4 separate regions of the Mus musculus genome follow, and all the other regions are linked to region 1. Evidence: chromatin contacts called from public ChIA-PET and promoter capture Hi-C data. All regions are on one chromosome and are shown on one strand. The core of a region is the stretch at or near the end of the contact, and the rest is flanking DNA. Distances in the headings are between cores, read along the strand shown.

Region 1 (2,700 bases), core at 60-2,559:
GGAACAGTGAAGTGTCAGGAGAAAGATGGGAGGCAGCCAGAACACCGGAATTGTGTGGAGAGCAGTATGAGGGTCACTGGCCAGAAGGGGGCAAGGAAGGCCCCCAGCATGCAGATCAGGAGGCTGCCTTGACACCCGTGACAGTTTCAGCTGCCCCTGGAGCAGGCCTCAATTATAGTTTGCTAAGAAAACAATTGAGATAAAGACACTGAAGAAGAAGGGAGAGATGCAGGGAAAACCACAGAATAGAAAGCCAGGGTGCAGCCAGAATTGTGCAAAGGGAATTTCTCTTTTATTCAGCATTGGTATGGTTCCAGAGGATAAGTAAACTAAGTCTGAGCTGTGACTGTCTTTCATTAAGCCATGCAGGGAAGATAAAATAGGCATGGATCTGCATCGAAGAATGAACACTTCACTAGTCTCAAATCAACCACTGTGGTAATTTGATCCGTTTTAATTTTAATTACATTTTCCCTTATGACTTGTTTGCAGACCTGGTAGGCAACCAGAGTTGGGAATTGTGGATTATTTTAGTAACAAATGAGCTGGTATGATCAGACGCCAAAATTGTTTCTTAAAAACATATTGCGGTCAGAAAGCGATCGGACTTTTGGAAAATACGTTATCTGCCATTTATCCCTGCTCTTTGCAAACAGGCAGGAGAAATAACGTGAGACGAAAACAGTAGCATTTCTTCAGTTTCTGGGTTCAGAAGAATGGTGCTTTAGAGGGTGACACGCACCATTCCACTACATTCTCGGCACTCTTTAACCTAAGCTGAAACCACAAGATACTTTGAATGCTTCTCTTTGCTACTGGTACAACTTAACTGAAAAGCGGACTCGGGGAATTCAAACGCAATCTCTAAGAGGCGGAGAACGAACCAACGTGTAGCTGGCCGCAAGGTGACTTCTCCCGTCTTAACTGCACGCAAAGAGAGGGCGAGCACCAGGCCCTTCCAAGTTTTCTTTCACCATCCTCCAATCCGGCCCCATTTAAATCTAATTCTTTCTTAATAAAAAACAACGTTCTGTTTGGCTATGTCCCCACGTCCTAAAGAACAGGACCTACTTAGTTCGCATCACTTGTGTCTTCTCTTTCTGGCACCTCCAGGGACGATGCTCCCAATCCTGCCAGGGAGGAACCGGCCTGGGCGCCGCCACCGGGATCCACCGTCTCGGCGAAACCTCGGCTCCTGACTCGCTGCGACAGACGGCGTCGCCGCCGCAACCAAAGCAAGCACAGCGGCTCCCCTAGCAGCCACTTGACAGTTTCAAACTGAGGGCCCTGATGAAAGACAGCCCTAACTATTGGTCCACAGCTTCAGCAATCTTAAACTTGATTGGTCCGTGGTAAGTGGGCGGAGCCCAAGGTATCTCCGCGGGACAAGCCGGAAGTAGGAGATTTACAGGCAAAAGCCGGCCCAGAGTTCCCAGAACAGAGCGCATGCTCGGTGCTGCTCTGTGCCTGAGGACTACTACGGGGCGGCACTGCAGACAAATTTAATTATCTTCGCAAATCTGTGAAAGCTGAGTGCTGTTTATTTTCAACAATGAGGATGACATAGGCATAAAGCCTCGAGATTTCGTTTCATGCACAGATAACAGGCCGCAAGGCCACTGGCCCGGCAGCTGCTCTCTTAAAAACACAAATGTCCGATGCCCTCTATTGATTTCTTTAGTTTTGGGTTAGGGAGTTTAACGAATAATGTAATTATGAGGATGAGGGTATAACAAACTGCCAGCCTAAGTTTTTTGTTTTTTGTTTGCTTGTTTGTTTGTTTTTGACTTGCAACTCCAGGGCATTTCCCTTGGTTTATTCTGTGTGGGGTATTCAAAAATTTAAACATAGATCCTAACTTTGGTGACATCTCAGCTAAAATAAAATACAGAAGGCTAAACAGGGAGAATCCAGTGTAATTCACTTCTAAATCCATAGCAACGTAATTTAATACTGTAAAATTGTTTACTATCACAGACCCAACAGATAATTCCCAAAGTAGCCCTTGGCAGCTACTTTAAACCAACATGACTGAGTCTAACCAGCCTAAGTTTTACTGATGACCTAACTGCTGTAAGCTGCAAACAGAAACTTTTGGTGGAATATCGCGACCTTAAAAGACAGAACACAATTACAACTTAAAACTTGGCTTTAGTAAGTACTCATTAACACCTTCGGTAATGCTACCCACATAATACGGTCTAGGGAGATAAAATGAGTTAATATATTAAAACAGACATTTCGGACCCCAGACTAGAAAAGAATAATCTGTTCGATCCCCCCCACCCCTTTTGTAACCTACATGATGTCACTTTCTTTTTTCTGTATACGGAAGTGGCACAGCTGCAGCCTCACCTACTTCTGTTTGTCAAGAGTTAGACTTTTATTATCTTTTAAAAGTTATGCTCTCTCTCTCTCTCTCTCTCTCTCTCTCTCTCTCTCTCTCTGTGTGTGTGTGTGTGTGTGTGTGTGTGTGTGTGTGTGTGGTGAGGGGAAATAGTCTCTATTTTCACCACGTGTGACCTGACTTGGGGGTTGAACGCAGGTCATAAGGCTTGGTGGTAAGTGCTTTTACCCATTGAGCCATTTCACTGGCTCTTATATTTGAATGATAACGAAGAAGATCACAAAAAATTTTTGTTGGCATTAGCTGTGTTGATTTCCTCCCCTAAGCTTATTTTAAAAGACAAATTACTACCA
Region 2 (3,017 bases), core at 238-2,737, 540 kb before region 1:
AAGCCCCAGGGAACCAGGTCATTCACATCACCTGTGTCTCCTCGGTCAGGGTAGAAAAGGCAGTGTCACATACAGCCTCCCCAGCCCCTTCTGCGAGAGGAGTTTATTCCGGAACTGTTTTCATCTGGCCTTATTGCATATGCATATGCAGGGTTTACCAAATGACTCTAAACCTGGCCTCTCAAAGGCAAGAGTATGCACACCTTCCCAAGAGAGCTAGCTCTCTATCCGGTCTTCCCTGTGCCACACACCTCTGTCCATCTCTCTAATACAGTAACACTCAAGCTCAGCATTTCTCAGAGATCTGGATACTTATAAAGTGCAATACAGACAGTTTGCCTCAGTAGCTCACTTAAAGACCTTGCTTATTCCAGGCACTAGTAACGAAAGCTGCCAAGACAGACTATTAGTTGCTAGATTTAGGCTTAATAAATAACAAGGGCATGTTTTATGGGTACAAGATTTTTAAAAGGCGATTTCACTGACTCTCAGTCATACAAGAGACTCAATATTATTCCAGCTCATTTACTCTTCTTGTTTATTGCTCTTAAGTTTTAAAGGTTAAAAAAAAGCTGTGGGGTATGTGCCCCCACACTGGTATCATCCCCTCCACTTGCCCAGCACAGGAACAACCCTCGGGATTTCCAAGCCCTACCTGGACCTCGACGCTTTCATTCTCACACTGCGCTCACCTTGGAGGCACACCCACGTACAAGGGGTTTCTTAAGTCTCTTCCCTTGGGCTGGGATTCCCCGGCGGTTCCCAGCCTTCAGGGGAGACGCCGCCGCTTCACAGCGGGGGACAGTTTCTGGCGGGCTCTGCGGCAGGAAAACTTGACCTTAAAACGCAGGAAGCTCGTCCCTGCAGAGGCCACGGGCTGGGACACACTCAACCTGAAGCTTGATTCTCCCAGGACCTCTGTCCCCGCCACTCTCTGGAGAAATCCCGCGTGGAGCCGAAGCCCGGGAGGGCTCCCACGCGGGCCCCGGGAACTTCGCGGGGTACCACTCACGGTTGCGAAGCTGCGGCATCTGCTGGACGCTCACTGCGGTCGCCCCGCCGTCCTCTCCACCTCCGGGGGACCCGTGAGCTCCGCCGCCAAGAAGCCTAGATCCAGTTAGTCCCGGGTCGTGCCGCCCCCGCCGCGGCGTGCAAGTTTCCCCCGAAGGAAAGCGAAAGTAGCGGGCGGGAGAGGGGTCGCACGCGGCCACCCAAAGCCCCTCGCTTGCCTACGTGGCCAAGCCGACCTACCGGGGAGCTGAGACCCCCGGGCGCAAGGTCCCCGCTGCTGCGCCACCCCGGTGCTCCGGGCCACACGCACTGCCCCGAAGTCGCTCTCCCTCGGCAGGGAGTGGGGTAACGCCGAGGCCCCAGGTGACGCGGGAGAAGAGAGGGGCTCGCCACCGTGCTCCCGCAGGGGGTCCCCGCACCGCACTGGGGACCGAAGTTTCCTGGCGCGGCTCTCCGGCCGGGCTACCCGCTTCTCTGCAGCTGTCCCTCCCGCAAGACACAACTAGGCGTGGGCAGAAAGGATTGCTAAGTGATTTGTCCAAAGTCCCGGAGAGGGCGGTGACAAAGCAACTCACGTCTGCTATTCCACTCTGGGCTCCGGGGCGGCAGGACTCGCCCTTGGTCGGATGCAGCGGGCTCTCCAGGGCGAGGCCAGCATCGGCCAGCGCTGCCTAGCCAGGCGTTATCAGCGGAGTGGGAAGGTGGAGTGTTGCAGACTAATTAGGGTACAAAGTTGTGTTTTAATCAGTGCCTACATGCGGAATACGCTTCCTCTTTCCCCTCCGGCGGGGGGTGAGAAAGAGGGTGATGCTGCATCCGGCCGGGTTGGAGTTCTCAGAAAGACTGCTGGAAAAAAGGTACACGCCCATTAAACCAACTGGGCAGCATGACTCCCAGGGTCCTTGTTAAGGGGCCTTGTGTGTTTGCTTACATTGTAAAGCAGGCACTGTAGGTGTGTAAGTGATTCACCCCAAAGGGCCTTCCTAGTGGGGTGTCAGAGGGAGACTTCCTGGAATCTGCCCGCAGAACAAGAGTAGCACTAAGCAAGACAGTCGCAATTGGCTTGTTCTTTACTGTTCCATCTTTAAAATGGACTGAGGCTGCGGCATGCTTGGCGGGCTGGTGAGAAGCTGGGTAGGACTCAGAATCCAGATTCAGTCAATTCCGAAGTGTCGGACTATCTCAGCCGAGAGCTCCAGTTTCCCTACATTGGCTTTAAAAAGTGTGCAAGTCCCAGGATCAGAGGATCAGAGGTAGGCGGATCAGAGGTGAGGACACAACATCTGTCCCCAACACCCGGAGTAACTGAGACCAGCGGGACCCAGGCACCCAGGAACTCCGCCAGACCAGTGGCATGGGTTCCTTCTGGTCTGTCTGGGTTGGCGTCCTTGGGCTCAAACTCTGCAGCCAGCCCCACAGCAGCCAGTGGCAGCTCCACTCTTAGGCACTCTAACTCACCCAGGATCAGAGGATCCCAGGATCCCAGGAGTTTGGTCACACTAGGATCTCAAGGTCCCAAAGGCAGCTTGACTACCAGAGCTCGGACACACCCAGGATCTCGGACACACCCAGGAACTCCGCCAGACCAGTGGCATGGGTTCCTTCTGGTCTGTCTGGGTTGGCGTCCTTGGGCTCAAACTCTGCAGCCAGCCCCACAGCAGCCAGTGGCAGCTCCACTCTTAGGCACTCTAACTCACCCAGGATCAGAGGATCCCAGGATCCCAGGAGTTTGGTCACACTAGGATCTCAAGGTCCCAAAGGCAGCTTGACTACCAGAGCTCGGACACACCCAGGATCTCGGACACACCCAGGATCTCAGGATCGCAAGATCCCAGAATCACAAGATCCCAGAGACAGCTTGACTTGGAGGAATTCTGACACAACCAGGATCACAGGAAGGACAGGCTCCAGTCAGTCAGGGCAGGTAGCACTAGAAATAACCAGATAGTGGGAGGCAAGTGTAAGAACAGCAACAGAAACCAAGGTTACTTGACATCATCAGAACC
Region 3 (2,818 bases), core at 55-2,554, 770 kb after region 1:
GGGAGGAGATGGCCTCTGATCTTGTTTTCTGCATTGATCCAAATGTTGGGATTCCGCATTTTCTTAATTAGTGATTGATGGGGAAAGGTCCAGCCCATTGTAGGTGGTACTATCCCTGGGCTAATGGTCCTGAGCTCTGTAAGAAAGCAGGCTGAGCAAGCGTGAACAGCAAGCCAGTAAGCGGCACCCCTCCATGGCCTCTGCTTCAGCTCCTGCCTCCAGGGTCCTGCCTTGTTTTGAGTTCCTGTCCTGACTTCCTTTACCGATGAACACTTATATGGAAATATAATCCAAATAAACCCTTTCCTCTCCAACCTGCCTTTTTGTCGTGGTGTTTCATGGCAGCAATAGAAACCCTAAGACAATCACAGCACTTCAGAGCGCTAAGCTGTGAGCTGGCTCTTTCAGAAACTGGGTAGAGGACCAGGATTAATTTCCGGGGTGTCTTCCTCACTAGACTCTTTCTAAACAAAATAAGCTGGGGCTCCCTCTCGCTAGGCCTCAGCCATGACCCCCCCCCTTCTTTTGATATCTAACGCTGAAATGTAGTCAAGCACAAACCATAAGGACCTGGGAAGGACCCTTTAAAATTCCTCAGTGCTACCCCTCCTCTTCCCACCCAACATCTTTCTGGTGAGAAAGCCCTGGGCGTTGGGGCCTGTGGCTGAGGCTCTGGCTTGGGTCACCAGGGGAGGCAGAGTTCGGTAAGCAAGAGCTTGGTGAATCAGCGCCTGGATACCTGGTCCACTTCCACTCGTGTGTGGAAGATCAAAGGCTCAACGTGATCCATCTAAGCTCGCAAAATAAAAGAATTTCGAGAAATGTCAAGCACTCTGTCCACATATCTGGGGACACCCTTGTCACTGCAGGGGGGCGGGGGGGACGGGGGGACGGGGGACGGGGGACGGGGACGGACGGACAGAAGTCAGTAGCCAACTTTTAGCTAAACTCCAAACTTGTGTGCAGCCAGACGCCGGGGAGGAGAAGAGACTTGGAGCACCACCACGGGACTGTCCCCGTCTAGCTTCGCTTCCCTTGCTCCACGTCCCAGGAGAGTCATTGAAGCGGCCGCAGGCGCTCTCCGAAGACCCCGAGGGGCTGAGTCACTCCCAGGCTTGCAGCTCAACCACACCGGGTGGGACAAGGGGAGACTGGGGAGGAGCGAGCATCTGGTGCGGTCTGCCGCTTGGGTTCCGGAGCGAGGGGCTGCGGGCACGAGCGGAGACTGCGGGCACGCGCACAGCCCGCGGAGCCCCGCCCCACGCCCCTGAACCGCCTCCAAATACTCACCCAGGGGCCGCGCAGTCGCCTCTAGTCACCCGCAGGCTCCGACCGAGCTACTCAGAAAGAAGTAGGCGACGGCGGGCGCCGGGCCGCGCGGGCAGCCTTGGGACAATGGGGCCCCGGCGCTTGCTGATCGTCGCCCTCGGCCTCAGCCTGTGCGGTCCCTTGCTGTCTTCCCGCGTCCCTATGAGCCAGCCAGGTAAGAGCTGCGGGTGGGTGAGCATGGGGGAAGCTATCAGAAGTTTTAGGTTGCGCCAGCTCCGTGAGGGGGTGCTCCTGGCTGCAACCCTGCCTCAGTTTCCCCCAGGAGCCAAACAGTCATTTGGGCCGAGATCTAGAGGTTCCCCTAGTCACATCCATGTGGGGCGCACCATATCCTCCCCACTCCCCGCACGGCCGATGCTCTTTTGGACTCGGTTTTGGAGGGTGCAGTCCGCGGGCCACCGGGTGTTGGATCCGGAGAGGGGCCCGAGGGTCCGCGGAACGGTCTCCACAGTCGCTTTAATTGTCATTGTGTGGCCTGTTTTACAAGACCACCTTCAGAAAGAAAGGGTCTTGTGATTCTGGGCTTTCGGTGTGCAGTGGAACCACTCTCCTCAAGTTTTTGCTTTGATGGAAACTCGTTTTCTCGTTTGATTTACAAGGAGGGAAAAGCGATGTGAAAGAAAAAATTCACAGTCACACAATAAAGACCGGACAGCCCCCAGCTTGGCCTGGTACCCAGGAGGTGATGAAGGTTTCTGGTTGCAGGGAGTGGAGTAGGTCTTTGTTATCGGAAACCTGTTTCTCTGCATGGAGAAAAGGGACCCCTCTTCAGAATCAGGCGCACCTAGAAATTATCTAGTCTTAGTTTTTTTCAATGGAATTTCTCATCTGCCGCAAGGACATTCGTTACTTACAGTGTATTTTTAAATATCTGCCAGTTTGACCAAATAAATTAGTTTGGTCGACTTATTTCGTCAAATATTTTCTCTTTTCTCCAAAGCAGAGGCGTAGCCTGTAAAGTTCCCAATTGTTTCGACTTTCTTAGTAGGGACACCTTTAGCCGTTCCTTTCACGCTGAAGAAAATCTAGTGGGTTTTCTTCAGTTTTTGTTATCTCTGAAAGAATGTGCACTTCGGTGCTCCCACATGTAAGGATTAGGAGGTGACAAAGAGTGGGGTGTTTCCTGTTGTCTGTCTTTCTTCAGTGTGAGCTTGAGTGGTGCTCATGGGAAAACTCAGAGCCCCACAGAGGGCCCCCACGCCGAGCAGCAGCTAACCAGCCTGCCTGTGTTTGGGTAGCCGACCTTAGACCTTAATCATCAGCAGCCGTGAGGGGGAGGACGATCCAAAGTGTACATGGAGGTGCGAGCTCACATAACTTTAGGTTACTTCCTCGCTTTTATTTTGGGACAGGCCTTTTAAAATATAGACTATGAGATGTGGCCAGCACAGATCATAGGTATGATAAGGAGACATTTATCCCCTTTCTCTGATTCTAAAAATAAGGCCCAGAGAGATTGAGTGGCCTGCCTTGAGGGGGGGGGGGAGTT
Region 4 (2,856 bases), core at 232-2,731, 690 kb after region 1:
AGATCTTCTATTCGTTAGAAACTGTCTTTCCTTCAGAATCGTGCTCCTTGTTCAATGTTATTTATAAAACGACACGCAACTGACTAGGATTTTTTTTTTTGGTTTCCATTTGGTGCAGTGTTTCTGAAATGCTCCCCGCCTGGGAGAAGGCTTCAGAGAGTCTAATCCAAAGAGAATGGCCCTCAGCCACACACACCCCACCTCACATCTCTCCAAGGCAGACTTCGAACCCACTGTCCCACCTCTCCTTAAGTCTCACTTCTCAGTCTCCCAAGCAGGCTAGCATCAGGAAGGAACTCCCTCTCATAACTCATTTCCTTGCAACCATGGCTCAGCTTTGTGGCTTCTCCTCTCAGAGAAACCATAAACCTAGCCAACCCGTGCTTGTACCGCCCCTGCCATGGGTCCCCTTAAGCAGGGAACTCAATTTAAGGATCGTTCCTTTTGCAGACGGCTGCCTTTTGTTTAAGTTGGTTTCTTCCCAGTTCCTCCTCCTAATTGATTGCCCTGTGGCCTGACAGAGTCCTGCATACAATCCTGTCTCAAAGTAGTTCATTTCAGAACAATGAGGAAGTTATATAAGCTACCACAATAGAAGACATGTTCAAAGTGAAATAATTATATTTGGGAAAGCTTATTTCTAAAATTATACATAACCAAATTATGCCTAAACATCGTATACAGACATATCCGTATAGACATATATACACACAGACATATATACATATATATGTGAGGGACAGAGAGAACTCCTTGGTTCTGAAACATTAAGAAAAGACGGTATTTCACCTTGGAAACACGTCACATCCCTGATTAATGTCACTGGCTGCTGAAACCAAATTACTTTTCCTGGCAGTATTTTTTTTCCCACCGGTGCCTCAACAGAAATTATAATATTTAGAAATTTGAAAAGATTTTTTTAATGCCTTGAAAAAGTGCAATCTTTTCTACATCTGAACATTGTACACATACAAACACTTCTCACGCCAAAAAAAAAGTGGTTTTTGACTTAATCATAAAGTCTTGACTCTGTCACAAATGTAGAGACACTACTAGTAGAGAAGAACGCTTGGTCTTTGACAAGGTTTGACTTGGGAACAAGCTTGAATATTTCCACGCTATATTACCCCAGGCTAAAACCAGATCAAATTGTGTCTTTGGGTTCACAGTTTCTAGGAGTTAACAAGAAAATTAGGGCATTTGACTCTGACAGCAGAAACCATCCACTCACCACTCTCTCACCCCCATGCTAGACCACAAGAAGGGGACTTACCACTTTGGCAAACAGTGACTGGCAGAAACAGCAGCCCAGCTGCAACCAAGATAAGGATTTTCATCTTGATGTCCTGAGACCCGGTTACAGGATGTTGTTAAGTATACAAAGTCACAGCGTAGATTCCCCTCAGCTCCATGTATGAGCAGCAAGTGGAAAGCTGAGAACTCTGCCAGCCTGGACTGTGTGGGCAGGGACTCGTCCTTGCCTCTACAGAGAAAGGATGTGGCCACTTGATGTTTCTGTCTGTGTGCATGACTCAGGCTGAGCCTCTCTGGAGGAGTTGCCATATCCCTTTTATCTCTTCCTCACCCCCTCCATTATTTCATTTAGAACCAGTGCTGTAGTTCTCCCAGGGGCTTGGAATAATGGCAGAGACTGCAGAGTCCCTTGCAAAACAAAGCTGAGAACAGGTGCTGGGAAGCAATTAGCTTTGAATCAATTCCACTGCCCCGGTTCTATTCCCTATGCCAAAACCCTAGCTCCAGAGTTACGCCTTCTATTTAACACAAGAACAGTCAGACATTACACTCCTGTGTAACAGTCAGACATTCACTCCGCCATGGTCAGAACGGCCTCTTCTTACCGTAAATGGGAACAAACACAGAGTTCCATGGTGTGTAGAGCGTGAGAGGCTTTGGAGCGCACAGGCCTACATGCAATGTCTTCATCAAGCCCCTCCCCTCAAGGCTCAGGGATCTATGCGGAAGAGAAGGCAAAAAGATTGTTAAGAGCCAAAAGGGATCGATAGCTCCATGGAAACAGTGTCTTCCGGATAAATCAGGACTGGTGCACATATGAACTCACAGAGAAGGCAGCATGCACAAGGCCTGCACAGGTTCAAGCCAAGGAGGGTCCCAGAGCTGAGAGGGGAAGGGGACTGGGGCTCCCACCACTAACCCAGAAAGTTCTGCAGTTGATACCCACTGGCAAAGGAAAGAGTGGTTTCCTCCAATGGAATCTCCTGGATGCCCTAGGCACATGTCAAGGTAGGCCCTACACCCAGGAGTGGTTGGCTAACACAAAGAAAATTCAGTGGGATTTTTGCAGACTTTTCATCTCCTACTGCTTTGTTTGTTTGTTTGTTTGTTTGTTTGTTTGTTTTTTCTTTTTTTTCTGCCTTAATGGTCTTTTTGTTTGTATATTTGGGTTTCCATTTTGTTATGCTTTTGTGGGCTTTGGTGTATGCATTTCTTGTTTCTGTTTTTATTATTTGTTTAAATATAGACAGAAAGGGTATGGCGTTAGGGAGGTAGGAAGGATCTGGAAGTTGAGGAGAGGGAAAAGCGATCAAAATATAACATGAAATTTCTTTTTCAAAAATCAAAATGAAATTGTGCTTTATTTCAAATTTTAGTTCCTAAACTGATCACATAGTTATAAACTGAATTAATCATGAGAAGCGAATACACCCTCCCTCCTCCATCTTTTATTTTGTTATTTTGTTCTTTGAGACAGAGTTTCATATAGTCTGGCTTGCCTTGAACTCAGGATGCAGTTGAGCTCCTGGGCCACCTCCTGCTGCCTCTGGGCTGCTGGGATCTGTGGAGCTGGACACTAAACCCAGGGCTTCTAGGACTCTA

Evidence for each region. Promoter capture Hi-C pulls out the DNA fragments that hold promoters and counts their contacts. ChIA-PET counts read pairs in DNA pulled down with a chosen protein or histone mark.
Region 2: a promoter capture Hi-C map of cranial neural crest shows a contact between it and region 1. The contact joins the promoter of Gcnt4 here to the promoter of Poc5 in region 1.
Region 3: an RNA polymerase II ChIA-PET map of memory CD8 T cells shows a contact between it and region 1, with 15 read pairs. The contact joins the promoter of F2r here to the promoter of Poc5 in region 1. A contact is called at or near these places in 2 of 39 promoter capture datasets (hippocampal neurons and liver) and 1 of 115 datasets of contacts at active chromatin or transcription factors (memory CD8 T cells).
Region 4: a contact with region 1 is called in a promoter capture Hi-C map of liver, with 3 times the contacts expected there. The contact joins the promoter of F2rl2 here to the promoter of Poc5 in region 1. A contact is called at or near these places in 1 of 39 promoter capture datasets (liver) and 1 of 115 datasets of contacts at active chromatin or transcription factors (embryonic stem cells).

The regions. Positions count from the first base shown.
Region 1 is chr13:96,386,903-96,389,602 of GRCm38.p6, reverse strand. It overlaps Poc5 (POC5 centriolar protein), which reads right to left and starts at 1,309. Exons shown (of 13, transcript NM_026173.3): 1 at 1,072-1,309.
Region 2 is chr13:96,923,183-96,926,199 of GRCm38.p6, reverse strand. It overlaps Gcnt4 (glucosaminyl (N-acetyl) transferase 4, core 2 (beta-1,6-N-acetylglucosaminyltransferase)), which reads right to left and starts at 1,487. Exons shown (of 3, transcript NM_001166065.2): 1 at 1,252-1,487.
Region 3 is chr13:95,616,952-95,619,769 of GRCm38.p6, reverse strand. F2r (coagulation factor II (thrombin) receptor) reads left to right here and starts at 1,304. Exons shown (of 2, transcript NM_010169.4): 1 at 1,304-1,483. The coding sequence starts at 1,396.
Region 4 is chr13:95,695,545-95,698,400 of GRCm38.p6, reverse strand. It overlaps F2rl2 (coagulation factor II (thrombin) receptor-like 2), which reads right to left and starts at 1,481. Exons shown (of 2, transcript NM_010170.4): 1 at 1,274-1,481. The coding sequence starts at 1,337. The region is part of intron 13 of Iqgap2 (IQ motif containing GTPase activating protein 2); the gene reads left to right.